2 separate regions of the Rattus norvegicus genome follow, and region 1 is linked to region 2. The links are chromatin contacts, called in public Hi-C maps. All regions are on one chromosome and are shown on one strand. The core of a region is the stretch at or near the end of the contact, and the rest is flanking DNA. Distances in the headings are between cores, read along the strand shown. Region 1 has its middle 12 kb from the start of Pla2g2f. Region 2 has its middle 7.1 kb from the start of Camk2n1.

Evidence for each region. A called contact is a pair of places that touch in the nucleus more often than the background predicts.
Region 1: a Hi-C map of frontal cortex shows a contact between it and region 2, with 3 times the contacts expected there. The contact joins two enhancer-like sites. A contact is called at or near these places in 3 of 12 Hi-C or Micro-C datasets (the A7r5 cell line, Schwann cells and frontal cortex).

Annotation. Positions count from the first base shown.
Region 1 is chr5:156,263,071-156,266,266 of GRCr8, reverse strand. No RefSeq gene overlaps it. Among named protein-coding and RNA genes, the nearest start is that of Pla2g2f, 12 kb to the left of the region's middle. Within about 2 kb of position 1,501, at least 19 of the 93 cell types and tissues checked have an H3K27ac peak or open chromatin away from gene starts, as enhancers often do.
Region 2 is chr5:155,949,277-155,952,803 of GRCr8, reverse strand. No RefSeq gene overlaps it. Among named protein-coding and RNA genes, the nearest start is that of Camk2n1, 7.1 kb to the left of the region's middle. Within about 2 kb of position 1,328, at least 11 of the 93 cell types and tissues checked have an H3K27ac peak or open chromatin away from gene starts, as enhancers often do.

The DNA.
Region 1 (3,196 bases), core at 252-2,751, 310 kb before region 2:
ATGGAGAAGGCCTGGGAGCCAGAGCCTGTGGCAGCTGGGTATACTGACTTACAGTTAGGGAGGAAGGAGGAGGGAGGAAGGAGGAAGGGTGTAGGAGAGAGGAGGGAGGGAGGATGAGGAAGGGAAGAGAGAAGAGGGAGGAGGGAGGAATGCTAGTGACCAATTTGATTTCTCCTTTACCCCCTTTTATTCGATCTGGGTCTCTAGCCATGAAATAGTGTTTACCATATTTAGAGTTGCTCTTATCTCCTCAAACTACCTCAGAAACACCCTCAAAGGAGCATTTGGAAGTGAGGTGTGTCTCCTAGGTGATTCCAAATCCAGATGGTCTGTAAGAAAGGAGACATCACGGGAAGTGACGGAGATTTCAAATCAGAAGAGAGGCTTGCCTTCTGGAGCTCTGCAGTCACAGGCCTTCGTCTTGGGACCTCCCCAGGGATCAGTACGACCACACGTGAAAAAGCACACAGGGTTACACAAACACCAGTTACATCGAGGCAACTAGAGGAGGCTGGGGGTCCCCCTCATTCCAGCCTCTCTCCTGGCCACCTCTGAATCACGAGCTACTTCTTTTGGGTCCAGCCAGAACCAGGAGCAAGGCTTCCAGAGGGGCAGCGTTGAACCTGAGAGTGACCTCTAAGTTCTCTCCTTCCCAGTTCTGGGTTCTTCTGGGACCAGCCTGAGGAGGGGAATTCTTGGACGAAGTCAGGTTGAAGCTGGTGGGAGCATGCTAGCTGGGTGATGCAGACAAGGGAACTGGACTGTGTGTGCCTTGGGATAGGTCAGGAGTTGCTGGCGTGCACTGGATCAACACTCAGAGGCTACCTGTGCCAGCAGCAGTTGGGGTCACATCACTTGCTGCCACACTATGCTCCCAACATCTCAGGCATGCAGCTCCCAGGACCAAGACTTTTCACTGACTGTAAGCCCTCCTGGATTTGACTGGATTACATCCTCAAAACACCCCTCCTTCCATCCCCCCTTCAGAGCTACTTGCAAACTCTTTCACATCCCACTGTCCTCTTTAAAACACACACACACACACACACACACACACACACACACACACACACACACACACGTTTTTGTCTGTGTGTATATGGATCACGTGAATGCCTGATGCCCGAGGGCAAAAGAAGAGGGTGCTGGGTCCCCTGGAACTGAAGCTACTGATGGTTGTGAGTTGCCATGTGAACACCAGAACCAGAAACAGGTCCTCTGCAAAAGCAACAAGCGCTTTTAACCGCATGCTGTCTCTCCAGCCTCTCCAGATGCCCTCTTCCCTCCACCCGGCTTCACATACACATCAGGGATAGCAAGGGCAACAAAACCATCGCCCTTGTGAACTTCCGTTCTAATGGGGGCAAAGACTATAAAGAATGGTGGACGTGGTGCATTGGGCGAGAGGCGAAAACCGCTGGAGCAGAGCCGGGGGCGGGGTTAGTCGTGTTGATAGGTCACGTGTAACAGAGCTGGGCTGCAAGGGAACCAATCACCGCAAGGTGGGGGAAGAGTGGGCCCAGGTGTCCCGCTGATGAGAAGCCGAGTGGGAGGCGCCGATGGATGCGGACAATCCAGGAGGCTGAGTTTAGATTTTTCCTCTTGCATTTTATTTGCATGTAATCATTTCGTTCGAGTATTTTGTCAACACAGAATCGGGCTGTGCTGGCAAGGCCGTGCCAGCAGCTCGAAGGTGGGATGATGGATTTGAGAGGAACCCGACCCCCGCATTATCCTCCATCCATATACCTGGGGTGGGGGTGGGGGTGGGGGTGGGGCTCCACACAGCATACTCAGCTCTCTCAACTCCTTCTCTTCTTTAGGGTCTCAGGCAAGATGTCAGCCCTCACCCCTGTCCCTGAATTCCTTGAAGGAGCCTTTCCCCCAGTGGTCACTGCTCCCTCAGCAGACACCTACTTCCGCAACTCCCAAGCTATTTGGTCCTTGTGTCCTCTGACTGCTCCTTGCAGCGGACAGAATTTCTACTTTTCTACCCTCATCACAAGCCTGGCATAAAGTCAATCCCTGGTGCAGATGAATGGCTGCCCTTCCAAGAAATCGATGATTTCCTGCAAGCACCAGCATGTCCTTTTACAGCGCTAACACTCTGCTCTGATTCCCGGCACAACGCAGACAGGGACTCACACCACCCTCCATAACGCAGCCCATCTATTTCCAGTGTAGAAGCTGACCCCAGTGGCAGAAGAGATCTGGATCTCACATAGCAATCCAGCCCTTCATGCTGATATCACCCTGGCCTCTCTTCTTCTACCACAGCTGTCACTCAGACATCTTTCCAGGTTGGAACCAGTCTCTGACATGACAGGACCCCTGAGAAGGTAACATGCTCTAGCTTAGCCTAGCCACATCGGTGTGCCCTAATGTTCCTGCATCCCTGCCCTGCCCCCACCCGTGTCTACTTGCTGTACCTGGGTAGGGTGGAGGAAGAAAGACGACTCTGTGATTTGAACTAGGTACTGCTCAGGGCCCTAGCTCCCAGGCCCTCTGCTGACCCTGCTGTCTCCTCGTGCTTAGTTTTCTCAGTCCCGGGTGTTAGCCTCTGGCATTGGTAGAAGCCGCCATGGCTCTCAGCGTTCTCCCTGGGATTCAAAATTCTCAGACTTGAAGTCTGTGTGTGTGTCTTTAAATCTCTGACTCCCTGCTGCTCAGCACTGCACATGGCACACGGTATGGGCTCGATACACATATGTTAGCTGACCTACTAAGTGAAGGGAGCCACGAGTGTTCCCTACAACTCCACAAATCCAACCATTTTCCCCAGTACCTCCTGGAAGAAGGGGACGGGGCAAGTGACCACACTCCCATGGCCGCCAAGTCTGGCCCAAGAGCTGAGAGCCTGACAGTATCGGTGACTAAGGACCAGCGCCATCAACTAACTTGTTAAGAGGAAGTTTCCTGAGTCCAGCCTTCTCAGGAACAAGATCCACCTTGCCGGCAGGATCAAAACCGAGTTCATGTTCCTGTGCCCCAGAACCTAACTCCTGTCCTGCTTCTTCAGATGTCTCGTGTTTGTCTGTTAACCAGTAAGGGGTGTAAGAGAGGAGATACTCTTATCCCATTATCTAAACAAGGCACACAGGTCATGAATGTGCTGCCTCTTACTGACTGCCCGAAGCTTGCCCACCTCTTCGTTCCCTTATCGTTCTAAATTCCGAGCCAAAGTCCAGGAAGGGAC
Region 2 (3,527 bases), core at 79-2,578:
TGGGTTAGGTTTCCCAAAACCCACATGGTATCTCGCACCTTCTATAATTTCAGCGCCTGAAAATTCAATGCCCTCTTCCCCCTCCAGACACACACTTGGTTCACAAACAGACAAAAACACTAAAATATCTCTAAAAACAAAAACAAAAAAAACCTTGATTTCGAAAAGAATGGCATCAAAACATAGCTGGTAAAGGGTAGACAAAAGAGAAGCTGACCCCCCCCCCCCCGCCTCAGAGAGGTCACAGAGCTCCAATCCCAAGCTCCATTCCACCCATCGATTGTTAACCTGCTATGCCCAAGTCCTGATGACCACGCTACACATATATCCACCCCCAGGACCCTGGAAAATGGCTGTTGACTGTCACCTCAATCTTACAGTTGAGAGCATCCAGGCCAGAAAAGTAAAGTGACAGCCCAAGGGCACCTTGACAATAAAAACCAGCAGGTTCCGGTCTGAAGGCCAAGCTCTGGCACTGCTGGGTAGCAAGCAGTGCCTCCCCGAGGATTCCAGGAGTTAAGAAAGTGGGAGCAAACGCTTTCACCTCATCTCACCGTAACCATGGAAACCTGTCCCAGGCCAGAGGAGTCTATGAAAGAGATAACTCTCTTCTTGAGGTTCAAAACCTCTTGTGCAAGATTTCTAGGAACCCGAAGGGCCTTCGGATGATGGAGAGAAGCCTGTGTCCTAGAGGCAGCACTGAAGCACCTCCCTCCAGAGTGTCCTTGGGACAACTTAGCATCGGTTTGCACTTCCAGCCCATAAGCCACAGAATGAATGAGCTAAGGAGAGCCCTGGATCTGAGTTCAGAACCAAGAGCTCTTAACTCCGACAAGAGAGATGTGTCCATGAGCTGCTGAACCCAGTCTCCGTTCAGAAAGTAGATGACGAGGTTCTGGATGGTCCCCTCCCCTAGTTCTGTCAGATAGGAAAGGGATCCTTTCCACAGAGGGGACCATCCAGAACCTCTGTGGAGAGACTACAGAGCTTCTGAAGCACCAGTTAGTGGGGGCAAAGCAGGAGACCAGCCCTAGCTCCATATTCTTCCTCTCTTCCCCCCACCCCCATCCCCACCCTCGCTCCCCGTGTAACCTGGAGACGGCACTGCCCTCTCTGAGCCAGAATTCCTCTCAGCAGTAAAATGAGAATGAGGCTAAGGCAAGGTGCAGATGTAGTCTGTACCTTAAAGCAAGGGCAGGGAACAGTTCACGTAGTGGGTCCCTCCGCCCTCAGCCCTCGGGGTCTGCAGGGATGGACAGAAATTCCCGTGTAACCGGAAGAGCTGGTGGCTGAAGGGCAGCCCACGCAGGATTAGGGAGGACCTGCCTGGCAGCCCTGGGGCAGGGATGGTTGAATGCAATAGCCATTTGGTCCAGGGAGCGGAGGCAGATCAGAACACTGGTGATGAGGAAGATTCACAGACATCAGGAGAAGCTAAAAAGCTGTCAGGGAAGAAGACCAATCCAACCATCAGGAAGGGTGGGAAGGGTCATAATGAAAGACGCCAGGGCATAGGAGGAAGAAAAAGCAGCAAAGGAGACAGGCTGCTCCAGGGGAAGAAAGGGGGAGTGGGGAAGGACAGGAGAGAGGGGAATGAGAGCTGGCAAGAAGCCAGGCTGGGGAGAAGTAAAATTTCTCCCAGAGAAAAAAAGCAAAAGCTAAAATCTGTGTCATAAGGGTTTTTTCCCCCCAGCATCCCTCTCCTTCGTGAAGTCATGTGCATATTTTAAGACATCTGATGCATTATGCATATCTAGTTGAGTAAGGGAAAGATGGCTAGCGCTTTTAAAGGCATGAGCGCTTGGGAAACCACAGCAGGAGTAACGTGAGGACCCCTTCCCCCACCCCCCCAGACTTTGCAGAGTCTCACACTTTCAGCCTTCGTCCTGGTGAGTTGGGCAAAGAAGGTGGAAACTGTAGAATTACTGTCTCGTCCTTACCAGGGTGTGCCAGGGTAGTCCCAGAATTGGCAGCCCGGGGTCCTCCCTAGATTCTTCTCTCAGACCTCCGAGGCCTATTGCCAGGCCTCCTAGTCGAGAAAATTGCACAGGCCTCTGATCATAACCTGTTTCTCTTCCAAGTTCCCCGGAAGTCCTCAACTGTGGGCGCACAGCACCACCTGGTGGTCATATCAGACGCTGCGCTATGAGAGAACTGGGAAGGGTGGCAGAGAGGAAGGGGATAAATAAAACATTGCAAGCTTGCTTGAAGCGCCCTCCTAAGGGGCACCAGGCTAAGGAGGGAAGGCTGAGAAGAGCAGGAACATACACTCATTTCTACCCTCAGGCACTCAGACGCCAGGCACACTAAGGGCCTCATAAATGTGTGTTGAGCTTTTCTGTGGCCACCGCTCACCAGGCTCAACCCACAAGTATAGGTATCTGCTTTGAAGCCCCTAATGTGAGGTGGTGGCTCCGGAGGGCATGAGGGGGAAGAGCAAAAGCCGCAAAGCCCCTCCCTGCGATGCCTGCCTATGTTCCCAGCTCAGCCTTACCACTCCAATCAGGGAAGGGAAATGCCAAGTCCTCCGGCTGGCATCTGGAAAACAATAAGGCAGCTGCAGGGAAGTGACTAATGAGCGCTTCGGGGAGCAACTAGGGACATCACGCAGGGAAACTTATCTCATTCAAAATGGTCAAGTCAACGCTATCTAATTAGAGAGAAAATGGGCTGCGCTCCCCGGCTTTCCACAAACACCATCCCGAGGCTGTGACACGGCTAGGCCAAAAAGAAGCCACTCAGGTCCCAGATGCCCGGCCCACAGTCGTGGGGGGGGGGGGGGCTAAAAACCTCTTTCACTCTCCATCTTGTGGACACACAAAATGCCTGAGCTGGATGGAGTTTCGGAACATTCTAATCCAACCTATTCCTTTTCCAGTTAGAACTGAAGGTCAGAGAGGTTCCACCACTGGACCGGGATCACACAGCAGCCAGGCATGGTTGAAATCAGCATTCTGGAAGCTAAGGCAGAAAGGGTCTGAGTTCAAAGCCATTCTGGGCTATATAGTGAGACTTTATTTATTTATTTATTTATTTATTTATTTATTTATTTATTTATTCATTTAAAGTGGATTCAGGTTCAGAGAAAACCAGTCTTTGAATCTTTGAGCACTCTGTTTGGGTCAGTTTAGTCACCATAGTCTGATAGTGGTGCCCTGGTATTGTTGTGCAGGGCTCCCAAGAGTGAGTCACTTCACTTGATGTCCCTCCTATATGAGTCACCCCTCTTGGTCCAGAGACCCTAAAAAAGCCCCCTCTCCCATCACTTAGCAACCAAGTTGCTGTCCTTATCTGTGGTCCAGCGGCCAGCTCCTCCAGGCAGCCTCCCTCCCGTTCCTTTGTCTGGGATCCTCATTCAGTCCATGGACAGGTGTGAGGTTGATGATCTTTGTCACTTGGATTTAGACTCACCTAGGTCAGTGGTTCTCAGCCTCCCTGATGCTGCGACCCCTTAATGTAGTGCCTCACGTTGTGGTGAGTGATCCCCAACTATAAAATTATTATCATTGCTACTTCATAACTGCAAT